Regions from separate parts of the Mus musculus genome. Here region 1 is linked to region 2. The links are chromatin contacts, called in public HiChIP or PLAC-seq maps. All regions are on one chromosome and are shown on one strand. Each heading gives the region's core, a stretch centred on a gene start, on an enhancer-like site or on the middle of the called end of the contact. The rest is flanking DNA. Distances are from core to core; before and after follow the strand shown.

Region 1 (6,148 bases), core at 1,154-3,653, 200 kb before region 2:
TTAGCTTAGTTTTATACATATGTACTCTTACTCTCTGATTGTCTTCTTCTTCCCTGGAAACCAACGGACTACATATTCCTTTGAGAAGCATTTCTACAAAGCCTTAAGTTCACTTTAGGGTTGCTATGTTTTAGTGGTGACAGGATGGTCACCTGGGTGTGGATGCAGGGCTAGCGGAGGAGGAGTGATCAGGGATGACCATAGCTTCTTGAGTGAGCAGGCTCGTGGTCCAGTCACAGATATATTAGCTCAGTCTCCTGTAGCTACGTCCTGAATCTTTTCTAGAGTTTCTGTAATCTGATTTTCAGTGTTGAGGCTTTAAACAATTACAGTTTTTTTGCTTGTTTATTTAAGTAAGTGGAGCTATTTGGTGTAAGAGGGAAGTCTAAATCCCTCATAGATTTTAGCATTAAAATAAATCCATTCATCAGGAGGCAGAGGCAGGCAGATTTCTGAGTTCGAGGCCAGCCTGGTCTACAAAGTGAGTTCCAGGACAGCCAGGACTATACAGAGAAACCCTGTCTGGGAAAAAAAAAATTCATTCATTGTTGTTTTGTGAAAACACTAAAATGGAAAGGTATGGTTTGAGAAGTCAGAGAAATCAAGATCCAGCTTTCTATTTCTTTAGTTTTCTCACACTCCTGAAGTCACTGAACTTTGATACTTTTGTCAAAGGGAACAGAAATAATACTGCTTGTTTAGTATCAGGATTCTCCAGCGCACACCATAAGACAGGGGGAAAGCGTTGCCAGCTATAAAACCATCTATAGAACGGGGCACACATGCTTCTCAAGAGCGCATGCTCCAAGGCATTTACTATTTTCCTTTTATTTATGTTTTATATCTGCATTAAATGTACACTTCCAGTTTCTGTTATTTGATAAAAATAAGTCCTACAGCTATTCCTTGGGCCAGTTCTTCCTGCTCATAGTTTAAGCTTCTGTCAGCAGAGAAGCAGCAGTCTCTGCAATTAGTTGATGCTGATTCTAGTGGCTTCCAAGAAAAGACTTGTTGGATTTGGGGACTTATTCTAATAATCTGAGAATCTTTGCCTTTTTATGTTGAATTCTCCCATTTAATTAAAATATAACTGTCCTAATTATTCAAATTATATCTCTCAACAAATGTTTTTAATCTTTTACTACATTTGCCTTTAGTTTGTATGTATTTTTGCTTCTTAATACTTCATTAGCTTTTCTTTGGCATTTTATTATCTACCTTGGCTTTGCTGTAATATACAAATACTATTGGGTTTTTTTTTTTACGTATTTTTCTTATTTCAAGCCATTTTATCACTTTGTTAGTAAAATGTTTTAGTTCATAATTTTAGTTTTCTCAGAGGTATACTTGTGTGATTTTCAAGTACTTGGGAACTTTTGTTTACAGAGTTTATCCCCTGTGCTTCTCAACTTACTGATTCAGAACTCAACTTACTGATTCTAGAACAATAACTGTCCACAACGACTTTTTAGTTTGATTCCTACACGTGAATGTTTAGCCATTAAGCCAAGTCTTTATTTTTATCCATCTTTATCATAATGAGTGGGCATCCTTCAATAACTAGTGAAACATTTCCTATATGTTTAGGGAACAATGTTGATTTCTTCAGGTATTGTCCCTGTTACCATCACAGAGGCCCATGACTGTCGAATCAGTGAATACTTTGTGAATGGTTTTGTCTTGGAAGTCAGTCGGTGACACCATGCATTCTAACACCCGAGGGCCAAGATAGTGGGTCAACGAAGAAACAGTTGTAATAGTGGCAATCCCTTTGGGCATATTCTCCTGCAGAGCTTTGAACCACCATTTAAAGTAATGGTAGCGGACACACTAGTTGATAAAACTAAGGATAGAGGACATTGAAGACGGCAGCATGGTATATAGGAGTAAAAAGCCGTGCCTTACTCTGAAACTGGAAGTTAGAAAATTGTCAAAGATGGTGGGTTTCTATGGTCACCTCCTGGCTCTCAATCCCCATGTCACAGGTTCCCACTCAGAGCCTGCACAGAAAAAGAAAAAAAAAAAAAAAGAAAAAAAAGAAAAAAAACCCCAACTTTGGACCAAAGGCTGAGAGTGAAATTTCAGGGTCACAGGACTTGCATTTTGAGATGCCAAACCCAGAAATACCCCGTAAAATGAAGACGGATGCACTGAAGAACACCAGTGTCTACACTAGGGGCTCGCTGCCTTGCAGCTGCCCAGTTGACCTTTCACCAGGGTGTTTAAATGGGGGGAAAAAAAGAGCAGCGCTTTCCTCTTCCTCGGGCAGCTCAGAATAGCTGCTTCCTTTCGTATAAACAAGTCGTATCTCTGGGAATTTCTAAAGCTGAATAGTGTCTGCTCAGAAGCCATGACTCATGACTCACGCTGTTTCCTGGCAGGCTTCACAAATGCAAAAACACCTCTCCGAGCAAAGACTCTGACAAGAGTGGTCACATGAAGCCGCAGAGTCCTTCATTTTAAACACAGGAAAACAAGAGTCGAGGGAAACTGCCAGTACTCTTCTTGGGAAGCAGGCCTCATCAGGCAGAAAGTTCCCCCATTGGCTCAGCTGGTGTCGTGGCTGTCCCCCCATTGGCTCAGCTGGCTTCTGTGGCTGTCAGGCAGGCCCACTTGGAACCTTGTCCAGGCCTGTGGCTTTAGACCCTCCATCACTGTCTGCCCTCTATGTTTGGAACTTACCGAGCTCAGCTTCCCCTGGATTCTGAGGGGTAAAGGTTGTCTGAGGTGGGGCTCCCCAGGGAAATTACCAAGGGGTCACAGTGCTGGAGCTTGGGACCTTCTTCTTTGCTTCTGGCAGGAACTCTGAAGCAAAACAGTCTTCTTGCTGCAATTTCTCTTCCTCTAGGCTTCTCCTCCCAGATCCCATCTGGTCCCCTCTTTAGGGCCACTTAACTTTTCTCTTGTTTCCAAACAGTCAAGAAACAAAGAGGAAAACTGCTTATTGGCTTCTCTTAGTTCAAGAGTATAACAACCTCTGTGTGTGTGTGTGTGTGTGTGTGTGTGTGTGTGTGTGTGTGTGTGTTTGGGGGGGGTCTCTGTTTATGTGTTTATATGGTCTCTGAGTGTGGTTTCTCTCTCTCTCTCTCTCTCTCTCTCTCTCTCTCTCTCTCTCTCTCTCTCTCTCTCTCGTTTCTTTGCTTATGCATTTGTGTGGTCTGTATGCGTCTTCTCTGTTTATGTGTATGTGTTTATAAGGTCCCCTACACCTGTGTGTAATTGAGTATATGAACAACAGGGCAAAGTCTCTGCTTTCATGTTGAAAGAAAAAGATTGAAAACCTATAGGCAAACAAGGACATTGCTTTATTTACACCTATCTCTTAGCTTTCTACAGATAACAGTACAAAAGACTGGTTTGCATACAGCTCTGTGATTGGGGTGTAGTTTAACCCCTTGGTCCACAGTGCAGCTGGGTATCAGTTCTACTAGAACCAGAATACTAGCACTGGAGATAATGGGATATAAGTGCCAGGTCAGCTGATATATCAGATGATAAATATTTCACATTTCCCAGTCATTACGACCTGAACGTTTTCAGCATCAGGTTGCTTCAAAACAAAACAGTCACACAAAGCTGGAACTAAGGCTGGGATCAGGTTGGAACCAAGTCTTGTTCTCGGTTGACTCTGCCAGAGAACTGGTCTGGGGGAGGAGGACAGGATACAGAGGGAACAGGAGAGGGCAGAGCTTGCAGGGGACTCTGAGTTTATTGCACTGGCAGGATTTACTGGTTTCATTTCACCCTCAGATCGCTATGGTGGCCCACTGGAGACTTGGAGTGCAACACTGAAGATTTTCATTGTAAGAGTTTCATGTGCCCGGAGCACATGGACCCAGACAGTCGGTTACTCCTTTGGTGACTGGTGGGAAGTGGGGGTGGTGATCTTTGTTACAGACCTCATGGCTTAGAAGATGAAGGCAGTCCCTTTGTGACTTAGAAAATACCAGGTTATGTTGAAATACCTGTCACAGGGCTGTCTGTGCATCGTGTGTATTCTGTCTGCACAAAGCCTGTGCAACTGGGGTGAATAAACAAACGCTATGGAATAGTTGATGACTTGACTTATAAAGAGCAAAGATGGGTTACTTGTCAACATCTGGGGGATGAGTGCAATCTCAAATAGTATGATTTTAGGTAAAATTTATTCCATAAATAGTTTTTTTTCTTAAATAAAATAAAGCCATTTCCTATATGTCAACTTTGGGCTGGTGAGATGGCTCAGCTGGTAAGAGCACTGACTGCTCTTCCAGAAGGTCCTGAGTTCAAATCCCAGCAACCACATGGTGGCTCACAACCATCCATAATAAGACCTGATGCCCTCTTCTGGTTTATCTGAAGACAGCTACAGTGTACTTAGATATAATAATAAATAAATCTTTGGGCTGGAGTGAGAGGGGCCAGAGCAAGATAAATAAATAAATAAATAAATAAATAAATAAATAAATAAATAGTCAACTTCACCATATTGCATATTTTACATAATTTTTAAAGTTTGAGTTCAGAGTATGCATTTTTGTAACTGTACTCCCTTTATTAAAAAATAGATTTTTACAAATTGTATTTTTTGTTTGTTTGTTTGTTTTTCTTTGAGACGGAGTTTCTCTGTGTAGCCCTGGCTGTCCTGGTATTCTGTAGACCAGGCTGGCCTCAAAGTCACAGAAATCCACCTGCCTCTACCTCCCTAGTGCTGGGATTAAAGACCACCACCCATAAATTACATTTTCAATGCCTTAGAGAAGTGGATTCCTTTGTGAAGCTAATACTGCCCCTTCTTCTGGCTGGGTTTCCAAATGTCAGTTTAGATACCAGTCAACAAGCAAACAAAGCAAGAAATGCCCCTGCAGGGGGAAAAAAAAAATACTGGCCTCAGAGACAATAGCTTACTAGTAAGCCCGGCTTGGTCGAGTTCTGCTCTGACATGTTTAGTATTTAACTATGCAGCTTCCTCTTTTCTCCGGAAATAGAAAGGACCAACTTCCTCCCCCCCCCCGCCCCCCCCCGCCCCCCCAGTGGCTGCCCCATTGTCCCATTCTAAAAACTCCCTTGTTCAGACACCTGCTTCCTCTGAAGCTTCCAGTCCTTGGTGCTTTATCTCTCCGGTGAGTTTTGTCAGGCTTTCAGTTTCTGTTACAGCTTTCAAAGAACTTCAGAAGGCGCTGCTGAGGCGCAGAGCTGGAAGCTGGCAACTCCAGGGAGCTTATCCTGCAGTAGTGCTTTGGGGAAGACCAGCAGAGCGTCAGACCCAGCCAACACGGTCCTGTGACCAGAATCCAGCTCCATTTACTTTAACTCAGCTCAGCTCACTTTCTCTTCCACCTAGATGGGAGATCGTTTTCACAGACAATCAGTACAATAGAAATAAGAAATCAACTGAATGAAAAAGTCCGAGATAACCCCTCTCCTCTCATCTGGCCAAAGGCACACTAGAGACCTGGTGGTTGATAGATATTGCTTAGGCTGAAGCACCTACAGGTCTCTCTCAAGAGCCCTATCTTGCCTCCCTGGCATAAAATCTTGCAAGTATTTTCCTTTTAATTTTTAAAAATTTACATTTATTTAAAAAAAAAACAAGGTATACTTGTTCATCAACAATGATACAATTTAGAATTTTATCAGGGAAAACAGACAAACAAAAACAAACAAACAAATTTCTCAGTATTTCAAATGCCCAGCATGTTACTCCTTGGGATTCTTTGAGGGCTAATAAATCAGTATGTCAGGTATCCTTAAAGCTTTGAAAATGATGATGTTTTAACAGTACTTCTAACAACTTCCAGACTCCATAATGGGAATAACTAAAATTCTTGTTTAAAGACTGCAATATACTAAGTGTGGCAGTGCTTACAGACCTGTGGTTGTTTATAAAGTCTCCTTTAGTTTAGATCAGTTGATCCAAAAATGGGAACGATTATCTTTCTTTGTCATCTCTCCTTTAGGTGAAAAATGAGGCTGACATATTTATGGATTTTTGTGACTTTTTAAATAAATGACTTCCTGGGATGTGATTCCAGGAAAAAGATGCTTTAAGAGATAGTGTTTCAGAGAAGGCAGTGACTGGGTGGTATTACCCCGATGGCAAGGCCCTCCACTTTGGGCCGGGGAGCTAGAGGTTATCAGAGAGGCATCCTGTTGGTTCTGCTCCACT
Region 2 (5,976 bases), core at 2,897-5,396:
CCTTTTCTAAAACCTTTTCCTTTGAATAGTATCTGGAAGGAACTATGAGCTTAGACATTAAATCATATAGTTTACAGCAGACACACAGTGAAGTAGCTGCTGTGTGAGCCTAACTTTTCCTGTCTGTACAATGGAAACCCCAGACTTCCTGTGTCATATCTTCATATCTTTTTTTTTTTTTTTTTTTGGTTTTTCGAGACAGGGTTTCTCTGTGTAGCCCTGGCTGTCCTGGAACTCACTCTGTAGATCAGGCTGGCCTCGAACTCAGAAATCTGCCTGCCTCTGCTTCCCAAATTCTGGGATCAAAGGCGTGCGCCACCACCGCCCGGCATGTGTCATATCTTATTCAGGGCTTTCTTTAGCAGTTTAGGTATACATTTAACAGGTTTTGTCGTTTGCTTTTGTTTTTGGCATTTTGAGGATTTTGTTTTTAGGGGGCATTTTTTTTTTTTAATTTCATGTCAGATTTGACCACTGAAGTTATTTATTTATTTCTTTTTAGCACAAATCCCTCCTCTTCTCACCCCCATCCTCTGTAACTCATTTAAGTAGAGTATAATTTAATTCGTTCTTGAAACAGTGAGTCATTTGAACAAGGTATACAACAGAAGAGGAGTTTCCTCCTAATGTTATTTAATTTTTCTGCTTAACTTTGCTTCCCTGTGCAATGTAGTTCTAGCATTTGGCTCTGCTATGTACAGCGTTTCTTCTCGTGTTTCTCCTCCAAAGGCTTTTTCTCCTCTTCAGTCTGCTAAGGTTTACTATGGAGATAGAACTAGGAGCTATGATATAATCAGATACATAAACAGGAAACTGACTGACTTGAAGCTCTGTCTTATTTGACTAGTATTCATATTCCAATTTTCTTTATACTTTGGGTGTTTTTGGACATACTCGTCAGGCTAACCCCATCTCCCATGTTCCTATCCGGCTTCATTTGCAATCACAGCCCAGGAAGCCTGCATGTGGGTTTGACCCCCAAGCACTCGAGGCACTGTCACCTCCTAACAGCTACTGTCTAGGGACAGTTTTGACTTCGCCATCACTCAGGATCCATTTTAATTTTCTTTTTAATCTCTCCATCTTGTTGAATGTCTTTGTTTGGGACTGATTCTATTTTATAAGGCAATTTCCAAATTGCATCTCACTTTTTCCTGGTCATCCGGGTTCTGTTGTAGATCACGGAAATGTGGGGTAGAAAAGACCATCTGTCTCCCCCTCCCCCGCCTGTGCGGCCCAGTTGCTCCCAAGTGAGCGAGCGGTCATTCTTCCTTGGTTTCTGCAACATTTTCCAACTTGGAAAGAAAGTGACTTTGAGTTTCCTGAGCATGCAGCCTCCTCCTTGTCTTGAGTGGGAGTAAAATGGAATTTAAAAGAAAAAAAAAAGGCAAAACAAAAACTCAAAACTCCTCAACCCCTTCAGTACTATTTATGGTGAAAAATAAAATTAATAAGTTATTAAATAAAATTATGTGAGAATTAAAGAAAACAAAAACAAAAACAACCACTTAAAATTTTTTTTTCCCCAGTCAGGCACTGCATACTCATTAACCAAAAATGATTTTGTTCTGGTGATTCCCTTAGCCTCTTTCAGAGACTAAACCAACAAATGGTGGGAAAACACTTTTTGGTGTGTGTGTGTGTGTGTGTGTGTGTGTCAGAATAACCAGTTCAGGGATTTTCTTAGAAACCCTGATATAGAAACATGTACAGAATTCTCCTTTAGCTGCCCTTTTTTTTTTTTTTTTTTTTTTTTTTTGTGGAAGTTGACTTTGTGGGACTTATTTCACTTAAAGAAGTGATGTTCTCTGTGTAAAAAGTCCCAGTATTATAATAAAGTCCTTTCCAAGTCTCAAGTGCTCTGCTGTCTTCCAGAAATTGCCAGCATGCCACTTGTCCTTTATTTTCTAGTGCTTTCAGGATGCTATTTTACATTAGGGGTGCTTAAAGGAATTATTCTTTTATATTGGCTTCCTTGTGTTACTAAGGATATCCCTATTGTTGCCCAGATGGGGACTTTTTATTTTTTCAGGGTCATTTTTACCCTCTTTAAAGCTGCCCCTGTGACTTACATAATATGAAGTATTTCCCCTTCTTTTCTCCAATCTCTATTTTTTTCTTTTGTAAAATTCTTGGCTGCTAAATGGTGAATCAAGGTCAGTCTCAATCTCCCCCCCCTCCTCTCCTCTCCCTCCTCCTCCCCTTCCTCCCCATCCCCTTCCTCCCCATCCCCTCCCCTTCCTTTCTCCTTTTCTCCATCCGTGTGTATTTGAACAAGTTTTCAACTCCAAGTGCCATTTATATTACTGTGGAGCGAATTACTATGAAAATGTAGGAGAAAAGGAACGATAGACAGGATACGGGCATGAAAGGAGCCTACAAACCAGACATGGAGTGCAGCCCACTTGCTAGACCCGAGATGAATGCCTGTTGATGTTTCCCTCCAACCTTTGCACTGTGAGACCCAGGTTTATAAAGATTAAAACTTTCGGAGGGAGCTCTAGACATTTCGTCTCCCTTCTCCTCCCCCTCGATTTGCAAATAACCCGGCTGAGCTTTAAGGGTCATTAAGTCCAAGCCAGGATTGGTCTCTCAAGAATCCTCAGCCCCTTTGCCATAAAGTAAACGTATTTGCATGTTAGCACAGTGCATGGTACAGGCTCAGCATGGCTTACTTAAGCCAATGCTGAGGGGAGGGGAGGGGAGGTTGCACTGCAAGGGGCTTTGTGAGCATAGTGCTGAATAAACACAGAATCAACCTTGGGAGACAGATTCAGTCCACTCTCAGCTTCTTTACATCCTTCTAATACAAAGGGTAATTCACCTCTGGAGTAGCCTCTCTCCTGCCTTAGCCTCTCTGGCCTCCATGCTTCCTCCTTCCTTTCTTTTGATTGATTGTATTACTAACACTGTCATTACTAGTTAAGATGAAGAGAACAGGTTGCAGATCCAGGATATCTGATTGGCAGACATTTGGTTCAAAGTTTATAATATTTGTTTTAACTTCATGCTTTTCATTTTACGATTGTCCCATATTAACAAGCATTTTTAGTAAGAAAATTTAAAACATGTGAAGCTTGAGTTAGGAATGATGCTACAGATAGGTACCCTGACTTGGTAGAAGTGTGGATTGTAGATGAGACTGAAGTGATGGTGGCGTGGAAAATCTGAGAATAAACCACAGTGAACCATCAAACTATTTCTCCTGTCTGCAGTGCAGGTGCTGTAATAACAGGATTGCAGTCCTGAGTGGCACATGGATGTAAACACTTAGTATGCCATCACATGCTGCCCTAGTCTCCTGCTTTCTGGGCTGTGGTAGGTGCGTGCACATCTCTTGTCTGGTAGAGTGATGTGTGCGCAGAGATGGAGAAAGGCTAGGTTTGGGGGTTGGAAGTGAGAGCTCTGTTCTAAAGGCAGATCTGTGTGGCTAAGTGACTCATTAACAATGTATACTGTCACATGCTGTTCTGTGATAAGATTGGGAATCACCTGGGTAGGAAGTCCTGGACTTAAAGGGACGGCAGAGGCCCCTTTCCCTTAAGTCTTGTCAAGTTTCTGCTACTCACGCTTCTAAGAAAGGCACAGAACAGCACGTAGCTGGCTGGATTATGGCCTCTTGCCTTAGCCAGAGATGACCTTGGTGGGAATAACAAGGCAGGAAAGGAGTGTGAACTCTCTGATAGGAGGGCCATATTGACCTTGGGTGGGGTTACTGCAGGTAAGAAAGGACGTAGAGACTACATTGACTGGACCGGCCAAGCTCCATGAAGTCTTCACAGCTGATGCCTATGTTTATCTGCTGTTCAGGATCGGTCCTATGCTGACAAGCCTTTGAGAATCAAGTGTCAGATACTGAAGCCATTTTCATTTTGTGCCCCCTGGAACACTGGGGAGTGAGGTGACTTCTGGGTTTCTGGAAGTGACTCTCTTATGTCTTCCTGTTACCAGGGACATACCAAGAGTGCTGTATCTACAGTGACCAGTGCTAGAGGAGGGGCTACCCAAGGAACACGGACATCCTACTAGGACCATACCCCAGAAGAAAATTGCCCTCTCCCTGCCGTCAGCTGCCAATAGCTCCTCAGCTAGGGTTGGGTGCTTGCAAAACACTTCCTGCTCCATGATGTAATGTTCACTTGTTTGATCTTGTACAGATAGCCATATAGGTGCTGTGAGATCATAAGTACTGCAGTTCTGCCATATCTAGGAGACAACATTGCACAATGATTCTCCCTATTCTCCCTCTAACGTTCATCTTCCCCCTCCCCATGATATTCTCTGAGTCCAGGGGCGGGGTGGGGGTTGGTATAGATGTCCCACTTAGGGCTCAGCACTTGTCCTAGTTTGATCTTTATTGCTGTGAACAAATACTGACCAAAACCACCTTCGAAATGTTTTCTTTAGTGTACAGGTTATAGCCGGTCATCAAGGGGCAGGCACCAAGGCAGGAACCTGGAGGTAGGAACAGAAGCAGAAACCTCTATTATGTAGGCCCACCTGCCTAGGAGACTACACCTCCGACAGTAGACTGGGCTCTCCTTCATCAACTAGTGATTAAGAAAATGCTAAACACACATGTCCACAGGTCATTCTGATTTGAGTAATTCTTCAGTAGGTTCTCTCTTCTCAGCTGACCTTAGGTTTGTGTCATCCTTGACAGCTGAAGCCAACTATGCCAGTACTCAACAGTCACTCATTCTCAGTGATCAGTGACCAGCGATCAGTCTTGGCATTGACTGCTGCCTAGTGAAAAAGAAGCTATTCTGACCAAAATTCAGACTACCTAACCTGTGGGTATACACAAATATTTAGAAGGCGGTTTTGACAACATGAGTGTTTAGCAAAAATACCAGCAAGTTTTACATTAAGGCCTGTGACCTACCTAGCCTTGGGCTTTTGGACAAGCACAGTGTCAGGCATGAGTGGGTCTCAAATCAAGGCAGAAGATGGTTGGTTACCTCCATATTTAGGTCATGCTACCACTAGGTAGGTACATCATGCGGGGCAGGATTTTGCAGTGTGCAGAGTCCGCCACTAGGTAATTCCATTGTAGATTTTTCTCTACCAGTGGCCTCCATAGCACCTTCGGGCTATGAAAGCTAGCCAGCAGGAAGTTAGTTTACTATTTATTTTGAGATTGATGTCTCAGTATCCTGCAACAAAAGCATGTACCACTAATTTCTTATTTTTTTTTGTACAAGATTTTAAAACAATAATAATAATTATTATTATTATTATTAATTGTGTGTGTGTGATAGAGAGAGAGAGAACCTGTGTAGGTAATTGAACAACTTTGTGGAGTCAGTTTTCTCTTTCAACCTTCACCTAGGTTCTAGGCATTTGATCTCAGGTTGTCTTGTCGGCCTTGCACATAAAATACTTTTACCCAGTGAGCCATGTCACTGACTCCGATTTCTTATTCTTGTCTAAGGAACCAACACATCTACATGGAACCTAGGAGAAGGCAGTTATCAGCCCTTAATGGCTGCTGGAAAGTGCACATGCTCTGGGTAGAACAAGAGGGGTGTTGAGACATGTCTTTTCTCTTGTGGCTATAAGCAAAACAAAGACATTGCGAGAGGGTCTTGGAGCGGGGTGGCAGAGCAAAGACTGGGGTTGTAGCACATGGTAGGATCACCAAGAGTTTAGACAGTGGAGAACAGTTTGGGGGATAGACGAGGGGAGGAGATTATTTCCCTGGCACGGTAGACAGTAGCAAATGAAAAGAGTGCTGGAGCCATAGGCATGGATACCAGGAGCCAAGGAGAGAGTCTGGCAGAGTGAAAGTTATTGGAGAGGTGGTAACATTGGCTGTGTACAGTATTTGCCCATTTAAAGGGGAAGCTACCATTCACTGCCAGCCAGATGCTGCTATAAGGGACACAAAATCTTCTGACAGGTCTCAGAGTTCAAGAGGAGCTAAAACAAACAAACAAAACACACAAACAAACAATTTAAAAAAGAAAATAATCA

The links. HiChIP or PLAC-seq counts read pairs in DNA pulled down with a chosen protein or histone mark.
Region 1: a contact with region 2 is called in a BATF HiChIP or PLAC-seq map of CD8 T cells, with 8 read pairs. The contact joins two enhancer-like sites. A contact is called at or near these places in 1 of 15 datasets of contacts at CTCF or cohesin (pro-B cells), 18 of 484 Hi-C or Micro-C datasets (B cells, CD4 T cells, Th1 cells and 13 more) and 19 of 115 datasets of contacts at active chromatin or transcription factors (the 230-238 cell line, CD8 T cells, the HPC-7 cell line and 15 more).

What each region holds. Positions count from the first base shown.
Region 1 is chr1:64,301,961-64,308,108 of GRCm38.p6, reverse strand. No RefSeq gene overlaps it. Among named protein-coding and RNA genes, the nearest start is that of Gm35803, 26 kb to the right of the region's middle. Within about 2 kb of position 2,403, at least 230 of the 459 cell types and tissues checked have an H3K27ac peak or open chromatin away from gene starts, as enhancers often do. A contact at or near this core is called in CD8 T cells, Th1 cells, Th2 cells and 4 more, where this site is marked.
Region 2 is chr1:64,102,976-64,108,951 of GRCm38.p6, reverse strand. All of the region lies in intron 1 of Klf7 (Kruppel-like factor 7 (ubiquitous)), which reads left to right. Among named protein-coding and RNA genes, the nearest start is that of Klf7, 15 kb to the left of the region's middle. Within about 2 kb of position 4,146, at least 61 of the 459 cell types and tissues checked have an H3K27ac peak or open chromatin away from gene starts, as enhancers often do. A contact at or near this core is called in CD8 T cells, Th1 cells, Th2 cells and 4 more, where this site is marked.